2 separate regions of the Gossypium arboreum genome follow, and region 2 is linked to region 1. A link is a contact called in public Hi-C data. All regions are on one chromosome and are shown on one strand. The core of a region is the stretch at or near the end of the contact, and the rest is flanking DNA. Distances in the headings are between cores, read along the strand shown. Region 1 holds the start of LOC108477559 (RING-H2 finger protein ATL67-like). Region 2 holds the start of LOC108476661 (mitogen-activated protein kinase 4-like).

Region 1 (4,093 bases), core at 1,189-3,688:
AGTGGGAGCCAATGCTTTGCTTTTAGCCTTTAAAGAAGCATCAAACCCATGACTTAAAAAGAATAAACTATCAGACTGTAATACAGCTCCATTTTGTTAATTTGTTGTGCTTTTTTCATACAATCAAACCCCATTTTGTGGATTAAAGTTTTTTTGTAATTTTACTTTCATCATCTTATTAATGGTCATTAAACTCTTCATAACAAGATAGTGATAGAAAAAGAATTATGGAGTTTTTGTATTATGAATTAAATTGTATTTTATTTTTTATTTAAAATAGATAAATTAGTCTTTGTATATTAGATAAATAATAAATTAATCATTCTGTTAAAACTTTCATCAATTTCTACTATTAACCATGAATCACACATTTGGTTGTTCCGTTAATCATATTAGTTCTTAACAGTAAAATGAATGAAATTTTAACAAATATCACCAATTTACTTTTTGGTCTAACATACATAGATTAATTTCCTTATTTTTAAGTAAATGTGATAAAATATAATTTTTAATAGGAAAAAACATTAATAACCATTGAAAGCAGCTATGCATAATTGAATTGGTACATTAAAAATCTATCACACAACCTGTTTAAGTGGAGCCTCTCTAGTTTAGGTCACAGCTAATACAATTTTAAGGCTTATAGTTAAGGCAACAGCTGGTGGCTAATGTTTATTGCTTATTGGCTTTGAATGCATAGAGGTAAGCTATCTATAGTAGATTACTTGTATAAAACAAGATATTTGAAGAAATTTTGAACCCAATTTAAAAAAAAAAATCACTAATAATTTCACTCGATAAGATCACTATCATCAATTATTTACATTAAAGGTAAATCTGAAGAGGATAGATAGGAGTCTTGGCCTCCCAAATAAAATTGTATTTTAATCTCTAAAAGAAAAAAATATGTCTAATCCCTTTAAAAATAATGAAAATAATAAATTATTATTTAATTTCAACTTCCTCTAAAAATATTTTTAGATTCACATATCCTATAATTAGGTGATATGAAGTTGTATCATTAACCTAACAAGAAAATTTTACACTACAAAAACTTTACGATAATCCTCTAATAAAAAAAGAACACGTAACCTATATATCGTTAACCTATATACACATAACTCTATGAAGTTCAATCAAAGCAAGATAATCATCCTGTACTCGTATCTCTCTAGGCTCTCAATTCCCACAACTACCAAAGTCATTTTCACAACTCTTGACCTGTCAAATGAACTATCTTTGCAACCTTCTCCATCCTTAAATCCATCAACAAATACAATATATATATATATATAACACTTCAAAACCTAATGGTAATAAAAAAGTAATATCAATCTTCAAAAAAGAAAATCAACATGAGATCAACCTGCTATTTATAATTTATACGTTAGGATTTTATATTTGGGACTTAGGGTGCATGTTGTATCACGTTTTAGAAGTGTATATATATATATATGTATGTATATTTGTGCATATATGTCCCCACTTTCGAAATACTTTATTTGAGTTAGAACACTTTTCCTTTTTTAGAGATTAAAAAGCAGGGAAAATTCTACCTTTGATTTCAAAAGAAAGAAAAGCACCCTCTACTCTTTTCACTTTTCTTTTCCTCTTTTTTACATTAGTCATAATAAAAATCCTTTAAAAAAAAACTTACAATTATAGCATTTCAAACCCCAAAACTTACAATTTTGAGTTTGTGTATTATAGATGAAAATTAGTGCTCATAAATTTTTTTTTGTGTAGAGATTAAATTCAACTCGATTTTGGATTTATTCATAGTAGAATGTGAGTAATGAAAAAGGGATTTCATCGATCTTAATAAGGAATTCAACAGGAAATCTCGAGTTTGAGTCTTGTTTATGAAAAAAAGTATTGATAGATCTTGTTCTAATTTACATATTCAACTCAAACTCATGTTTAAAATTAGTTGAAATCAAATATAATTTAAAAAAAAAAGGTTTCATACAATAAATAAATTATTACCCACAAGTGTCAAATGCTATAGCAAGTTGCACTTTCAAGCGAAAACTCATGTTCAAACATTATAAATAACAATATTAGAAGTATCACAAACTCCAAAAAGATAAATCTTTATTAGTAAAAGTATCATAAAATCTATATATTAAGAGTTGGATTGTATTTTACTCCCTACTAAAAAATAGATAAATTGGTCTATGTATATTAGATATCAAAGGGCAAATTGATTTTTTTGTTAAAACTTTTATTTTTTTACCGTTAAAACTGATATAACTTATGAAATAATCAAATAGCAATATGTGACTATTATGTATATTATATTATGACGTATAAAAATTAGTATTTAAAATAGAAATAGATGAAATTTTGAAGTAAATTTATTATTTAAAAAAAAAAAAAGCTAAATGAAATCTTACTGTCAGGGGCTCTACTTGGAAAAAACAGCTGAAGTATTAAATTAAATGCAGCAGCAAAAGCATTCATCTACCCACCTTCTCTTCCTCAATCTTCTTCTTCCTTTTTGTTTTCTGTGTTTTTTTTTTTTTAGTCCCCAAATGGATTCTCCCTTTCCGTTCAAATGGCAACCCCTCCCCTTTCATCCCCTACTTATCTCACCACCAATTTAGGCGTCGGCTACGCCATCGTCGTCGCCCTCGGCTTCCTCCTCCTCCTCTCCACTCTCCTCCTCGCTTCCTACATTTGCTTCCGCTCTTCCTCACCCCTTCCACCTCGTGCCATTTCCCCAAACCCCATTTCAACACCCACCGCCGCCAACTCCGACGGTATCGTCCTCCCCAGGATTGTTTTCATCGGCGAAGAAGACCATGAAAACGACGAGGAAAACGTCGTCGTCTTTGGGCTTGATCGTGCCGTCATAAACTCTTACCCCAAGTTCCGGTTCAGCAAAAAGGAGGTGTCTACGGCGGTGGAGGTGACGGGTTCTAGTGCTGGGAACACCATTTGTTCGATATGTTTGTGTGAGTATAGAGAATCAGAGATGTTGAGGATGATGCCTGAATGTAGGCATTGTTTTCATGTAACTTGTATTGATGCTTGGTTGAAACTTAATGGGTCTTGTCCTGTTTGTCGGAACTCACCGCTTCCGACACCGATTTCTACGCCTTTGTCGGAAGTTATACCTTTGTCTCAGTACGATGCTGATCGGAGGTGGTGGTGACTTTTGGCTTTTGGGTTACCATCTTTTTCATTTTTTTTTTCTTCAATTTTTTTCCTGTGTGGAAATTTGGTTTTTTGTCATGGATGCTTTTTTTTTGGCTTAATGAATGGTGATTTGGTATATTTATGGTTTCAGTCTTTATACTTTTCACATATTTAAAATTTAGTCCCTTTATTTTTTTTAATCTTAAGAATTCATTTTTCTGCTCTTTTAGTCTAATTAAAATCCAATTGAGAATAGAAGTGATCATGGGTTGAGCTACCCGCCTTGACCCAAAAGCTTGTCTGAAAAATAAGAGGGTTCAGATAAAAATGTAAGCTCAAAATATTAGTTTGGGTAAAAAAACGAGGCCCGTTTAGAAAACAGGCTGGTCTCAGGTAAAATTTTTTTGGCCTTAGCCTGGCCTGACTTGAATTATATACTAAATAAATTTTTTTAATCATATTTACTTTTTTTATTTTTAATTTTAATATAATCACTTTTTATTATATTTTTAATTTGTGTATTATTTTAAGAATTATTTTAGTTTTATTTTTATTTATTTCTTATTTTAATATTTATTTTTATGTTTTTAAATGTATTTAATTTATTATATAGGCTTGGCTCAGGCTTAACAATTTTTTTTGGGCTGGGTTTAGATAAATTTTTAGGCCCATATTTCGATCTGGGCCAAGCTTAGGTCTAAAAAATAGACTTAAAATTTTATCTAGGTCCAGCTCGGCCCGTGATCACCTTTAATTGAGAAGACATCAAAGTAATTTTATTAAATTAGATTATGTGTTTTCTTTAAAATAAAAAACTTGCTCATGGGACCAATAGTACGAGTCTGGAAGTTTAAATAAACAAATAAAATTTTGCGTAAATTCACAATTAGTCACTAAGTTATGGATAAATTTTTATTTTAATCACTTAACAAAAAAAGTTGCAATATGATAA
Region 2 (4,093 bases), core at 1,073-3,572, 170 kb before region 1:
TCTATTCAAGTTAGGAATATGTATACGTGCATTGTTTTTGTAAACAATGAGGAGAATCTCTTGAGTTGTAAAACTAATGCATAATCAACAATCGTCCGGCTTCTAATTTGCCTACAGAATCAAATAATGTTTCTATCTAAATAACACAATAAACAGTATGAATATTGGTACCAACCCGACAATGATCATCCGTCAACGACTGGCTAGATCGTATGATTTGATGAAGATCAGTGTCCATAAGTTCATAAACAATGTAGACATCATTAAAGTGCTCCTTTAATGGAGGCCGGATGATGTCTTTAATGGCGATCACCTGAAGAAGAAAAGGACCAACCATTTCAACTATAAATTCCACAATCGGAGATTAACCACTTTGGTCGAGCCTAGGAGTAGGAAACTATCATAAACCTGTTCCTCCATTGGCGCATCAATAAATACGATAGGAAAAAGTTTCTGATATGAACATTTAGATCATGCATAATATTAGAAGCTTAGTCCTTGTTTAATAGTTAAAACTATCTTACAAAAATCGAATATCTTCCTATGGAAGCTGACCCCTCGTAGCATGCAAGGAGCATAAGGATTACGGTTTTGTTGACTTAAACGACATTTTCGAAACATCCATCGAATAGGTGAAGCATGTGAAATTATAGAGCTAAAAGTACACTTACATTCTCATGATCCATGTGACGAAGAAGCTTGATTTCTCGCAATGTCCTCTTGGCATCGATCCTGTTGTCGAATGCATTGCTGATTTTCTTGATAGCAACCTCCTCTCGTGTCTCTGAATTCACGGCGGCACTAAAAAGAACAAACAGAGGAGCAACAATGGCATCTTAGCTTCATATTATTAATAACATAAAGACAGCAAGCCTTAATACAGCCAAAACTTGAGCTTTAGATTCATTTTTCATTTAGAAGGGTAACACACTGCAAAAATACAGCTAAAAATGCTGATGAAAGCCAGTCAAAGGGTCACGCACTCTCAACACTACATGAAAGTAACCAAAGGCTAAGGTCAGTCAATTCATTAAATTAATTCACCATGAAATAAGCTTGCCGAGGGAAAGCCGACTCCTTCCAAATAATTCTTCAAAGTGTCGTCCGTCCAAAGCCATTGGACACCTCAATAGGCCAGTCTTGTTCTCGGGTTGAGTCGAAATTTTGTCTCGTGATCCTGCGGAAAGCCTAAGTGCTTGAAGAGATCGTCTAGAGCATGGATTTAGAGAGCCAGAGTGCCTTGCTGCTAGGTCAAACTGTACATGGCATATGGTCACCTCCCAAAGGAAGGTTTGAACCTAAGCTATAGGATATAGGTCACTAGAAGGGAGGAGTGATACCATTTGGTCAAGCTTTGTGCACCACGCACAGTCCGACCTAGTAAGGCACTCTTATTTTGTGAACCTGTGTCACTTGATTTTTTCAAGCATTCGGGTTCTCTGGTGTCTGAAGACAAAACTTCGACTTGACTCAGAAATGATACCGACTCATTATAGGATCCATTAGCTCCGGATAAAAGACACTTCGAAACCCCTCTCAAAAGAATCCAAAATCCAACAGCAAAGTTCAATCAATCTAAAAATAACTTAATAAAATCAAGAAGCTATATAAAAAAAACACAGAAAATCAACATTATCATATGCAACCTCAAGACAAAAGAAAAACCCAGATCATGAAATAAACAAAAACTCAATCAAAATAGCAAAATTAACCCCTTTTTTAATTTCTTACCAGACAATACCATTAGCGCCACGACCGACGGGGCGAATAGGAGGAACATATTTTCTGGAAACTTCAAAAAGGCTACCATAAACATTATACTTAATATAGCCTCCACCATGAGTTGCTACTCCTTTGATACCATGATCAGCTGACCGAGACCTTGATTCTATTGACATGCTTTCTGGATCCGAATTTTAGTTCAACCCGGACCCAAACTCCAACCACCCAAAAAAAAAAATTCCTGCAAAATTCAGAGAGAAAATTTCGTCTTGGGTTTACTATTAATTTTCAAATTTATTGCAAAGACGATAAAAGTCTTGAGTGGGAACCTTTTGAACTGGAAAAAAAAAGAGCTTTTCTCGTGAAGATTTCAACTTTCTGATACAGTTTTTTTTCTTTCTGTGTTATTTGATTTTGATGGTTTTTTCTTTTTCATTGGATTATTCTTGAAGGTGCTAAAGATTAAATGCCCCAATAATAAAATTTGGATTCTATTCTGCATTGTGTTAATCGCTGTGAAAAGATAAGATTTTTGTCCAAAGCTCGTCACACTCGAATTTATTCTCGTCTTCGTACAAAGTTCAGAGCAATGAAGTTATGTTGGAAATTTTCTCTAATGAAATTGTACTATATATTTAAAATATATTTTATTATTTTATTAATTTTAAAAAATAAAAATAAAAATTTATTTATTTTAATAATTTTATTTTGTATTAACTCTTTTGAATCCAGGTTTACATATTTAATTCTACATTAGACTACTTGGTAAAGTCTACCAAATAATAGTGATAATAATAATAATATATAAGCAAATTCATAATGAATTTATTTTTGGTAGAATGTTCGAGTATTAATAAGTTTAGGTCGAACAATTTAATTAAATTATTATATTTTACTTTAAATATAAAAAAAAAGTTAAACAGAATATTACAAGTTTTATATTAAGAAATATGAGTTCATATGCATAAGTTGATACTGAGGAAATGATTTAACATCAAAATTTTTATATTATATCAATTAATATAATCAGTATCGAAAAGGAATATAATTTTATGTAGAATTAAATGAGAACAATTCATCAAAAATAATTTAAAACTAAATTAACTTATTTCTACATACTATTAGTGAATAAGATGATTCTGAACCATTAGGAAATTTTAAAACTTATTTAGCTTCTTTTTTTATTTAATTTTAATGATTGTTGCATAAAATTATATGCATCATAATTCCACCATCGCATTTCCAGGGATAAGCAGATAGCAGATGGTGTTATATCAGATAAACTAAAACCAACATTTAATGTATCAAAATTAAATCACTAATTTCTATTTCTATTTATTTAAATATTTATTCAACAATAATTATATAAATTATTTAAAATCTATAAAAATATATATATATTGAAAAATTATAAATCAACTCAACCACCTATTGATATTAACTTAAAAACCGGTTTAGTCCGATTCCAACCACACTGTACCCCTTACGTTAAAGTCTACCAGATCCAGCATTTGGCCCCATCATAACTCGTAAATCCATAGCCATAACCCCAAAAGCCATTAAAGCTTTTGCTTTCTTTCGGCCAATAAGAGCCATTTAATATGGCTCCAAGTCCTTTGACCAAAAGTAAGCAAGCCATGGTCAAGTGCCAATCTGCACAAGCCACCAGGCTCTCGGGCGGTGGTCAGTCCCATGAACCATTCTACCAAAGAATAGTATATATAGTACCACCAGCCGCTGCATCTGCAACAATACTATCCAATAGATTAAACATGCAATTCATACTATCTTCCCAGTTTCATATTAGACTTGAAACTTGACAACTTTTCTCAATTTCGATCCCTGTGATAATATTTAGGTGAGTCATCACATGGACCAAAACTGAAAAATGCTACCAGGTTCAAGGACTAAATTTTACTTTTATCTCTTCATATTACCATAATAGATACAACCTGAGGATCTTCTCAGCACTCAAGCCAGGGATCATGAAAATGGTCGGAGCTAAGCTTGCTGTGCTGTCAAATGAAGATATCATCCTTGAGAATGACTCTGAGGAAAAAGAAATAGAATAATATCCCGATGAAAGAAAAATAATGCATATATTAATTAAAAAAACCCAGAAATACACAGCTAGAGATTTTCGTAGCTTCTATCCGACCATATCATCCACTTAATGTTTTACTTCAGAAAACATGTTATATATGTGAAAAATGAATAAGTGATATCCTAGGAAAATGGTGATTGATAACAATAAGAAGCAAGCATTTGCAAACAAATATAAGCCCTTTTTATATAGCATTTGACATAGGATGGTCCAAATACATGTACAAACAAGTACTATAGTATAACACACCTTACAACTCACACAATA

What was found. Hi-C and Micro-C count contacts between places; a contact is called where the count stands out from the background.
Region 2: a Hi-C map of leaf shows a contact between it and region 1, with 2.3 times the contacts expected there. The contact joins the promoter of LOC108476661 here to the promoter of LOC108477559 in region 1. A contact is called at or near these places in 2 of 5 Hi-C or Micro-C datasets (both in leaf).

What each region holds. Positions count from the first base shown.
Region 1 is chr12:89,785,872-89,789,964 of ASM2569848v2, reverse strand. It overlaps LOC108477559 (RING-H2 finger protein ATL67-like), which reads left to right and starts at 2,438. Exons shown (of 1, transcript XM_053022607.1): 1 at 2,438-3,279. The coding sequence starts at 2,558. The coding sequence ends at 3,157.
Region 2 is chr12:89,950,871-89,954,963 of ASM2569848v2, reverse strand. LOC108476661 (mitogen-activated protein kinase 4-like) reads right to left here and starts at 2,322. Exons shown (of 7, transcript XM_017778932.2): 1 at 2,052-2,322; 2 at 1,732-1,963; 3 at 672-801; 4 at 176-313. The coding sequence starts at 1,898. It overlaps LOC108479476 (protein BPS1, chloroplastic-like), which reads right to left. Exons shown (of 2, transcript XM_017782099.2): 2 at 3,987-4,093.